Regions from separate parts of the Sus scrofa genome. Here region 2 is linked to region 1. A link is a contact called in public HiChIP or PLAC-seq data. All regions are on one chromosome and are shown on one strand. Each heading gives the region's core, a stretch centred on a gene start, on an enhancer-like site or on the middle of the called end of the contact. The rest is flanking DNA. Distances are from core to core; before and after follow the strand shown.

Region 1 (5,832 bases), core at 1,709-4,208:
CATGACACCAATCATTGCTGCCCTGTGCCTGGCACAGGGACTAACAAGAGGACATGAACTTGCCAGCACTAAGCAGTGTCTGTGCTCTTTCTCCACAAGAGCTGATGTCACCTGACAACATAGAGTCCCCTACATTCTGCCACAAAACCAGGGGAGTGACTTCAGGCAACTTATTTCACCCCTTGGAAAATCCGTTTGCTCTCCTACATAAACAGGAAATGGCACCTACCTCATAAGCTGTAGAGAATGAAATTACATAATTGCGTCTGCCTCAAAACGAGTGGCTTTTCTCTTTTTAAGACGCCACCCGACCACGTCAGGTAAGAATTCAATTTCTACATAGGCATGATGGAGGCCCCCAATTATTACAAAGCACCTCTGACAAGAACTTAATGAACAGGCCCCAGGATTCAAGTACTTCAGCATCTACTGACAGCAGGTGAATGACCACATAGAAAGTACTGCTGTCTAGTCTACTCTTACAATTTTCAGTTCTCTACATGATACTGAATCGATTTTGAGATGGGACAGGGAGGAGAAATGAAGCAAAAAGAAACTAGAGCAGACTACTAATCTGACCATGAGTGACCAAAAGTAAATAAAAATTCAATTAAAGAAACCTTACAGGAATTCCCGCCGTGGCTCAGCGAAAATAAATCTGACTAGCACCCGTGACAATGTAGGTTCGATCTCTGGCCTTGCCCAGTGGGTTAAGGATCTGGCGTTGCCGTGAGCTGTGGTGTAGGTCGCAGACAAGGCTCGAATCCCAAGTTGCTGTGGCTGTGGTGTAGGCAGGCAGCTACAGCTCCAATTCAACTCCTAGCCTGGGAAACCTCCGTATGCCATGGGTGCGGCCCTAAAAAGAAAAAAGAAAGAAAGAAAGGTTACAGCATCCCTTTTTTCTCACCTTCACAAATCATTGGCTCAATTGTAAATACATGGCCAGCCTTCATCACTCCAACTGCTTTATTTTCTGAAATTAAAGGAAAAAAATCTCAGAACATAGCTAAAACCTACAGCATATTGATAAACAGCTCCCTGGAAAAAGTACACAACTTACATTCCTGTGAATGACTCTTAAATTAATCACTCTCTCTTCTCCTGATTCCCCTCTCTTCTCTCTTAAAGTAGATCATTCGACAAACAGGGATTTACTGATAACCACCTGCTCTGGGGCAGATACTGTCCCAGGCATATTTCGCTTTGCTAATGTTTTCTCTAGGAAAATATGGAGATGACTTCAGATGTGATTATCACTTCTATAAAAGTAAAAGTGCTACCATTTATGTTATAGCAAGGTTAGAAATGCAATCATGGAACCAAAGTTTCACTCCTCGGCCAGGTATGACAGTTTAAAGGAGAACAACATATTTCAGACTATGCCAGAGGTCCCCTACCTCTTGGCTGGGGGTGTGGGGATGTGGGGGTGGAGGTGGAGGTAGACGCACAACCCACAGAAAAACTGCCCTGTTTTCATAAGGTTTTGTAAACTGTCTTATCTTTGGAGAACAAAGCCGCTCCTCACTCACCTTTTTTTTTTTTTTTTAATGATGACACCATTTTTCCTTTTTATTTGGAAACAAAAACTCCATTTCTCCTTCCAAATACTTTTTTTAGTTTTCTGTTCACCAGTATGAAAGTATTTTTCAGGATCATCATGAGAAATACCACCATGAATTAATGTGTCCAGAACTGCCATCTCCCCGAAAAGGTCAAAAATTTTAAACACGGATAGGCCTTTTAGACAATTTCATACAAAAATAGAGAACCTGTTTAAATTTCAAACTAAAAGCTAAGAACGGGTAAGCATCAGTAAACAGTGGCTGCACTTGCTCTGCCTGACCACCAGGTGGCCAAAGCACAGGCTTCCAGGGTTTCCTGGTAAGGTTGCTGGTCTCCTGGATGGTGACTTCCGGATGGTAATGAATCACCTATGCATCCACTGAGGTGACTCCACTAAACGCCACTCCATCCAGGTATGGTCTAAACCCTCGAGTTATGTTCCTGCACATCTGTCCTTGTGAATAGCTCTCATGCGGCTTTCCACGATCTGATGTGTTACCAAAAGACACTTGTTCTACAGATGCCAAATCAGGAGTTTCTAAACTGTTACAAAAATCTGAGAGGTAAAGATAATTTTGACTTCTTATTTCTAATTTCATGAACTTCCTCTCCAAAGGACATGTAATTTACTACCTACATAGACTTAGTCGTATTCCCTTGGGGACATCAAAAAGAAAATGTCAAGAGAGTCAGTGTGGTGTCACAGAAAGAAAAAAGGATTAAGGAATCAAGAGCTGTGCTGTTCAATACAGCAGCGAACCGGGGGTGTAGCTGCTGAGCACTTGAAAAGTGGCAAGTCAGAACGTATGAGTAAAAAATATGCTGACTCCAAAAACAAAAAAAGCATGTAATATATCTCAATGATTTTTTTTACACTGATAAAATGTTGAAATGCTTAATATTTAAATGTAATAGATTCAATAAAATATGACACTAAGTTCACCTATTTCTTTTTACTTGTTGAACAGGACCACTAGAAATTTAAGTATTACATGTGTGCCTCGCCACTGGACAGCACTGATACAGAGGATTCAAATCCCACTCCTGTTTCTCTCCCTGATTCACTGTTCTAGAACGCCCACTCATCTTGACTCATGGTTTCAGTTTCTCAACATACCTCACTCAGCAAACACACACTGAGTGACTACTCTAGACAGATACCATTGCGAAGTACTCTTCCCAAAATGTGTAGCTCCTGCACTGTCTGCCTCACAGAACTGCTGCGCTATCCATTCTAAAGGCAGGGCAGTATCATCTTTACTTCCCAACCATAACGACAAATAAAGAGGCACAAATAAAGAGGCACATAAACTTCCACCTAACACGGAAAGACCTTCCTCACACAGAACAGGGCGGAGGGAAGTTACACAACGACTTCCTCGTTCCACCCCCAGTTGGTTAGGAGCAAGGAGTTACCAGCTAAAGCAGGGATCATTTACATTTCAAAAGGCCTCTCAGTACCAAGACTCAGCAGCCTCCTCTAACTCGCCCCTAAAGGGATCACAAAGGATTTTGATTTATCTAAACCCAGTTAACACTTGACTTTCCATAAATTATCAAATGGATGAAATGAAGTATACTTACACCTTGCTTCTTTTTTCAGAAGTGTTTTTTATTTCTAACGAAATGGTTTAACATGAAACTCAAGTGGCATCTCTTGTGTATCAGAGGCACCATATTCTTCTGACACCATCCTCACTGACCCATATTTCCTTCTCCCACAAATTTTATCTCCTTCAAAAAGTCTCTTTCTATAACCCATACCTAAAGCTGAGTCTGTCACCTCTACAGGTAAGGGGGCTTTTTTAACCCTCTTTCCTGCAGACAGTCTTTTGACAGACAGACAGACACACACACACACACACACACACATGCAGTCAGCAGAAGAGCTGCTTCCATTCTGTTAAATGGAATGTACATCAGGTGATCACAGGGCTTACCTATTCTGTTGCTAACTTTTATTTCAAGCACAATTTTAACTGAAATAAAAAGGACTATGTGGTCTGCTAATAAATGCTTGTTGTAAGTCAAATGCTGTGCTTGAAGCCTCTTCTCTAGCTTCTCCTGTTGAGAGGTCTCTCACTCATTTCCCTTCCTCTTCACAACTACCAACATCTTGGATTGCACCACCTCACACCTGGATTACGGTAATAACTGTGCACTGGACCGACAAGCCTGGCTAGCTCACACCTGCGAAACATTCTAGACTCTACTGCTAAACTGATCTCCCCAAACAGCAACTTCACCTTGCCATTCTTCTGCCAAAAAATGTTCTGCAAATCCCTACAAATGAGGTCAAACATCCTCAGATCTGGCACGGCCTACTTCTAGCTCTTAACACACAGCTCTCAGCCCTAGCTCGTCTTGACTCTGTTCAGCTCCACCTTGAAGCAGCTACACATCCTTCCCCCACGACGCGGAGTGCTCTTCCTGGTCTTCCCCAGCAAACCAAAATCTCATTCTTCTTTGCTCCCACAAGGCCCAGCACCAAACTGCTTCCATCCTTTTAAGGTAGCACAGAGTTTGGTAGAAAACACTGACTCTAGGAAGCCAGACAGAACCCATGTACCAGCCCTAGCCCGGGCATTTATGTAGTGGATTGTGTGACTGTGGATAAATAAATCACTTCCCTAAGCACAGAATCTGCTTTTAAATTAGGGCTAAGAAATTGTTCATAGAGTTGTAATGATTGAACAAGACTTCCTTTGTTAATCTGTTGACAGCAGTCAACTTGAGGAAAGATATTCTATCTATTCCTCTCTATTTATACCAACACATCATACAGTATATGACATATGCTAAGAACTCAAATCAAACCAAGCTGAATCAATTTCATTTAAGGAATCAGAATACACATGGCAGGGACTGCTGGCTGCTCACCAAAATCACTAGTTTCCTTTTCTTCCAGAGTACTCAGCTGGATCACATTTCCCCACCTCCCCTGCATGTGACTGAACTCCCGCCAATGAAAAGCAAATGTAAGGATGTATGCCAAGTCCAGACTGGCTCATTAAAACCTCCCAAGCATACCCCTCCACGTTTCTCCCTCCTCCCCACCATCTGTAAGATCAGGAGGGGAACCCTGAAAACTCTAAGTTGAAAGGGACAAGGGCCCGGGTCAAAGATTAACTGTCCCACCCTCTAAAGTGATCAAACACACACGCTTTAGACTATTACGTGAGCAAGATATGAATGTGTATTGTGTATACATTTTGGAGGTCTATTTATAACAACTAAAAATTACTCTAGTAAACACAAAATAGTAAGTCAGTCCTGTTAAATGTTTGAATAAATATTTGCTGAATAAGAAGTCAGTATTTACCAAGTCTTTGGCAGTACTTACTGGCATAGTGGGGGACATTGGGGGCTGTATGAAAAAGCTTGTGGATTCCATGCCCACAATAGCTTCGAACAACTGAAAATCCATTTGCTTGGGCGTGCTTCTGAATAATGTTTCCCAATTCTCTGTATCGAACACCAGGTTTCACTGAAAGGCAAAGAGAAGACCCATGACAAAGGGTAAGAATAACTAATAATTACTAAGCAATCACTGTTCTGAATGCTTTATACAGCTACAAGCAGAAACTCTGAAGATGCGGCAACCAAAGCACAGAGAGGCTATGCTGCCAGTAAGAGCAGAGCTGAGATTCAAACCAGTAGCACCTGTGCTTCCTCCTTCGCTGCACAAGAGGAATGTGTGCAGAGAAAGGGGCTGTCTGCTCTCTGAATAAACGAGAGAAGGGAAAATACACTTCTTGTCCTCACCTTCTCGAAGGTCAGGGTGCTTTCCATTAAAGTGAACAGAATGAAGAGATAAGAGAGGAAAGAGCACCAGGAGAAAAAGGACTGCCCAGAAAGGAACCTGACTTGTCCTCAGTGTCCGTCTGGGCAACTTGTCACAGGATTACTTCCCCTGAGGCTTCTTGATCCCCATAAAAGTGGTTCTCAAATTATTCAGTTACCTCTGCAGGTCATGGGAAGAGGGTATAGAAAAGTACTTCTCACTGCATGCTTCCTGCCCTGTTTAATTTGTATGACTTTCATCACTATTTTAAAAAAAACTAAAAGTGGTTCTCATTGCTGCAACGGCCCTCCTAGCCCCAACACCTTGGGATCAGGGTACTGCCAGGCTCCTGGGGAGTCTAGCCACAGTTCTGAGGGGGCCTCCCACTCCCCAAAGACTCCCACCATCCATCTCATCTCCAAGCTGAAATTCAGGCATAACATATTCTATTCTCTCCAGCCAATCAAATTTCTGGGCAAATGGCT
Region 2 (5,249 bases), core at 1,803-4,302, 140 kb after region 1:
TTTATAGGATAGTGAAAAAGTAGTTCCTGGAAGTGTCTTGTTGATAAGAAAAATGTATTTTATAAAATGTGTCTTCTCTGAGGTCTTTTGTTTTTGTTTGAGGTCTTTTTTTATTTTCTTCTTTTTATTTATTTATTTATTTTTTTGTCTTTTTCTAGGGCCACACCTGTGGTATATGGAGGTTCCCAGGCTAGGCGTCCAATTGGAGCTGTAGCCGCCAGACTACACCAGAGCCACAGCAACTCGGGATCCGAGCCCCGTCTGCGATCTACACCACAGCTCATGGCAACCCCAAATCCTTAATCCACTGATTGAGGCCAGGGATTGAACCCGAAGCTCATGGTTCCTAGTCGGATACGTTAACCATTGAGCCCTGACGGGAACTCCCTGAGGGCTGTTTTTAGATTATACATCTCTGATTTGCTTAGTGTTGTTAATGTGACAGTGTATCTATTGTTTTGCTGGCTTGATTTGAATCTGATATCCACACCCTTGTTGCAGTGCCCCCGTTTTTTGTATCAGCTTTTGTTTCAGCCCTTTTCTTAACCACCTTTTTGTTGATACCAGCTTAAAATAGGTTAAAGAACTACGTGGAGTGATGTGGAGAACATGTCTTATTCCCACGTTTCTTTTTTTTCTTGACATTTTTAGATGACAGTATTATGTGTAACCTAGAAGAAGATTTAAGTTCAAGCCAATGTCTAGCTTTTTTCCTTAGGGCAAATTGAGAAAGAAGTTGCTGAACTTTTAAGTTACCATGTGTCATAACGGTATAACATGAAGGCAAGGACCTGTGTAGTACTGGCTTGATAAAGTTTTTTTTTTTTTTTTTAAGTCATTGTAATATAATTAGTTGCACTTCCAAACTTAAACCCCCTCCCCAGAAAGCATGCATAGCACTTTAATTGTATGTTAAGAAAGATACCTGATTTTCCCAACTTTTTTGCATGGTCTCTCACAATCTTTTTATTTATTTATTTATTTTTTGTCTTTTTGCCATTTTCTTGGGCTGCTCCCGCGGCCTATGGAGGTTCCCAGGCTAGGGGTCTAATCAGAGCTGTAGCCACCGGCCTACTCCAGAGCCACAGCCATGCGGGATCCGAGCCGAGTCTTTGACCCACGCCACAGCTAGCTCAACGGCAACACCGGATCGCTAACCCACTGAGCAAGGCCAGGGATCGAACCTACAACCTCCTGGTTCCTAGTGGGATTCATTAACCACTGAGCCACGACGGGAACTCCTATCACAATTTTTCTGATATTAAAATGTGTAAGAAGATAACAGTATATGAAAAATACTATCATTATATTTTTGAATTAGAGAAACTAAACTCTTTGCATCTCAGTGGAGAGATGCCAGAATGGTCTGGTGCCTTTTTTTTTTTTTGTCTTTTTAGTAATGCTTTCTTTAGAGATTGTCTGTTTAATCAAAAGCTTTTGCTGTAATTCCTTCTCCTTAAAAAAATGATATGGACAATATTGGTTCAAATTTATTTAGAGTTATTGCTGTCATATAAATTAAGAAATTTATTCACGTTAAAAAATTTATAATGTTTAATTATTTTCCAACAGGAAACCACCCCTACTCCTAATCCCCCGCCTACAGAAGAAGAGAAAACAGAATCTAATCAGGAGGTTGCTAACCCAGAACACTATATTAAACATCCTTTACAAAACAGGTAAGTTTTTTGACAAGTAGGTTTTCTGACTTAGGCAACAAAGTAAATGGTGAATGGGACAGGTTTGGAGGGAAAGATTAGATGAGAATAGTTTTAGATAGGTCGATTCCATTTTCATTTGGATGACCCATGTTTACCAAGTAGTTTTATTTGTGAATCTTGAGCTCAGAAAGTAGGACTTTGAAGTATTGGTTTGAAATTCACTGGTTATTGGTAACTGAAACCACAGTAGTAAATAAGTTCTCTTAAGTGAACTTGACTCACAACGGAGGCTTAGAATATTAGCACATCGGCGGGTGGGGGGGCAGTTTGGCTGCACCCACAGCACGTGGAAGTTCTCAGGCCAGGGATCAAACCTGAGCCACAATTGTGACCAGAGCCACATTGATGACAAGGCTGGATCCTTAACGCACTGAGCCACAAGGGGAACTCCACATAGGGTTTTTTTTTTTTGTTTTTTTTTCCTTCTGTCTTTCTGTCTTTTCTTTTAACTAACCCGAGGCATGTGGAGGTTCCCAAGCTAGGGGTCTAATAGGAGCTGTAGCCACCGGCCTACACCACAGCCACAGCAACGCCAGATCCGAGCCATGTCTGCAACCTACACCACAGCTCATGGCAATGCCAGATCCTTAACCCACTGAGCAAGGCCAGGGATTGAACCCACAACCTCATGGTTCCTAGTCGGATTTGTTAACCACTGAGCCATGATGGGAACTCCCACATAGGGGTTTTTTTGAGCAAAAATGCCTATAAAGGGTATAGACATATAAACTGTATAAAGTAGGACAGAGTGTGCTGGTCAGGAAAATTATTTTTTTTTTTTAAGGAAAAGATGGTCAATAACTTCAGTGCCACAAAAGAGTCAAATATTCATTGGATTGAAGGCCAAATCCTTGCTAGTGTTGGAGAAAGTTTAGTAGGTGGAATAAGATTGGAGTACTTTGAAGAGTGAATAGAAAGTATACTAATGTTTACAGCAGGAATAGATGGTTTCAGGTTAGCCTGTGAAGGAGGAAAGAGAGCTATGGAGTCTGGAGGTGGGTCAGTTTTTATTTAAGAGAAGTTAAGAGAAGAAAAGAGAGTTTAAGGTGAGGTAAATTTTCATAGTTACATTGTAATATAGTTCAGTATATGGTTTTCTCTGTCTCCACCCTGCCACTTCCCAGTATGTGTTTTTATTTAATTTTCTTTCTGGTTTATGTAATGAAAATTAACTGAAGTCACTGAGAGCTGATGGTGGAAAGAAAATGGCAACTCAGAAACATTGTAAGAATCTGGAGGAAAGTAAATTGGAATTAACTTCTGAGGCTTCTTAAGTACTACAGCTCCTTTCATTTCCTCCCCACCACCAGGCCTTTTACTCTCTTTACGTAAGATCCCACAAGTCTGGAGTTCCGTTTGTGATGCAGTGGAAACAAACCCAACTAGTATCTATGAGGATGTGGGTTCAGTCCCCGGCCTTGCTCAGTGGGTCGGGGATCTGGTGTTGCCGTGAGCTGTGGTGAAGGTCACAGATGCCACTCGAATCCCTCATTTCTATGGCTGTGGTGTAGGCCAGCAACTGTAAGTCCAATTTGACCCTTAGCCTGGGAACTTCCGTACGCCGCAAGTACAGTCCAAAAAACAAAAAACAAAACAAAACAAAAAACACCCACAAGTCTGTATATACTTGGTTTAATTTATCTGAAAAATGTGTTGTCCCTTTATGGCCCATATATATATATATATTTTTTTTTTAAATCATTTCTTCACTATCATGGTAGACTTACTGAACTAATAGTACAAAAATGTGTAAGTAGTTTTTTCGTAGAAGACCCATGGTTCTGCAGATCTATTTTCTAAACAATAGGAATTGTCAGCTAGTGAGTAAGTTATCAAAGGTCCAATAGTCCATAAAGGATAAAAAAAAAAATACTGCTTCAGGAAAGCATTGTGCCAGAAGTAGTAAGTTGAACAGTTGATTAGTGGCAGTTTCATACAGTTCAACCTAATAGCAGTACCAAACCCTTTAAAGTTTTTTTTTTTTTTTTTCGTTTTTTTCATTATCATTTAAAAAGCTGTGTCTTCTGATTGTGAACACAGTTCTTAGTGTTGTTATTGTGGGGAGAAGTAATCAAGGCATGTATACTCCTCATAAATTAAATGAATTTTGACAAGAGATTCCTGAAAGGTGTCTTCTTCAGTGAACAAACTGATTAAATCCTGAAATGAAGTCTATGAGGATTTCAGTTTTCTCTATAAATTTTATTTCTTTAATATTTGGAAAACCATTCAAAGATATTATTGGTTCAGATTTTGGTAGTTTTGTCATCATTATTTTTTGTAAATACTGCAGAATATATTATGTTTTCTTTTTAAAAACCCTGTAATTATTACAGGAAGGATTAAATCATTGGGGTACAAGGTATATAAAGTAAAAGTTCTGCTTTCCTCTTATCTCTTCTTCCCCATTTTGTTTTTATCTACACCCCAGAATAGTGTTAAAAGTTGGTTTGTATTTTCCTAAAACCTCAGTATGCATGTCTCTCTCTCTTTTTTTTTCCTTTCACTTTTTTTGGGGGCTGCACCTGTGGCATTAGGAAGTTCCCAGGCTAGGGGTTGAACCAGAGCTGCAGCTGCTGGCATACACCACAGCTTACAGCAACACCAGATCCTTAACCCTTTGAGTGGAGCCAGGTATAAAACCCACATCCTCATGGATCCTAATCGGTTTTGCTTCTTCTGAGCCACAACGGGAACTCCAGTGCATGTTTATCTTTTTTATACAGGTGGCCATACTGTAGAATTTTTTGTTTGTATGTGTAGATTTCAGCTCATAAACTAGTATCCTATATTAGATAAATATATAGTCTTGTTTTTTGTTTTTTGGGTTTTTTTTGGCGTTTTGCCTTTCCTTGAGCCGCTCCCGCGGCATGTGGAGGTTCCCAGGCTAGGGGTCTAATTGGAGTGGTAGCCACCGGCCTACGCCAGAGCCACAGCAATGCGGGATCCAAGCCGAGTCTTTGACCCACACCACAGCTCACGGCAATCCCGGATCGTTAACCCACTGAGCAAGGGCAGGGATCGAACCCAAAACCTCATGGTTCCTAGTTGGATTCGTTAACCACTGCACCACGATGGAAACTCCAGTCATGTATTTTATCAGTTTTTACATTAATGGGTATATGGGATTTTTTTCTATGTACAAACAGTGATATGATGTTTATGTCCTTACATATTTTTGCAGTTTGTGTGGCTATATCTATAAGCTAAAATTTCATATTTCTTAGGTTAAAGACTACCTTTTAACTGCCTTTGTAGATACTGCCAAATAATCCTCCTTTATCAGTTTAGACTACAGTTTGAGAGTTACTGGTTTCTATATCCTTGTCAACTGGTACCATCAATCTTTTAAATCTAATTGCCAGTCAGATTGGTTCTAGTCTGATTTGTGAAAACAATGTCTTAATGTTTTAAATCAATCTTCCTTTCTTTCTTTCAATTTTTTTTTTTTTTGTCTTTTTTTTTTTTTGTCTTTTGTTGTTGTTGTTGCTATTTCTTGGGCCGCTCCCGCGGCATATGGAGGTTCCC

The links. HiChIP or PLAC-seq counts read pairs in DNA pulled down with a chosen protein or histone mark.
Region 2: a contact with region 1 is called in an H3K27ac HiChIP or PLAC-seq map of alveolar macrophages. The contact joins two enhancer-like sites. A contact is called at or near these places in 1 of 47 Hi-C or Micro-C datasets (embryonic fibroblasts) and 1 of 2 datasets of contacts at active chromatin or transcription factors (alveolar macrophages).

What each region holds. Positions count from the first base shown.
Region 1 is chr8:121,295,668-121,301,499 of Sscrofa11.1, forward strand. It overlaps METAP1 (methionine aminopeptidase 1), which reads right to left. Exons shown (of 11, transcript XM_003129313.5): 9 at 4,907-5,050; 10 at 908-973. Among named protein-coding and RNA genes, the nearest start is that of ADH5, 32 kb to the left of the region's middle. Within about 2 kb of position 2,959, at least 32 of the 83 cell types and tissues checked have an H3K27ac peak or open chromatin away from gene starts, as enhancers often do. A contact at or near this core is called in alveolar macrophages, where this site is marked.
Region 2 is chr8:121,438,964-121,444,212 of Sscrofa11.1, forward strand. It overlaps EIF4E (eukaryotic translation initiation factor 4E), which reads left to right. Exons shown (of 7, transcript XM_003129314.5): 2 at 1,573-1,679. Among named protein-coding and RNA genes, the nearest start is that of EIF4E, 32 kb to the left of the region's middle. Within about 2 kb of position 3,053, at least 2 of the 83 cell types and tissues checked have an H3K27ac peak or open chromatin away from gene starts, as enhancers often do. A contact at or near this core is called in alveolar macrophages, where this site is marked.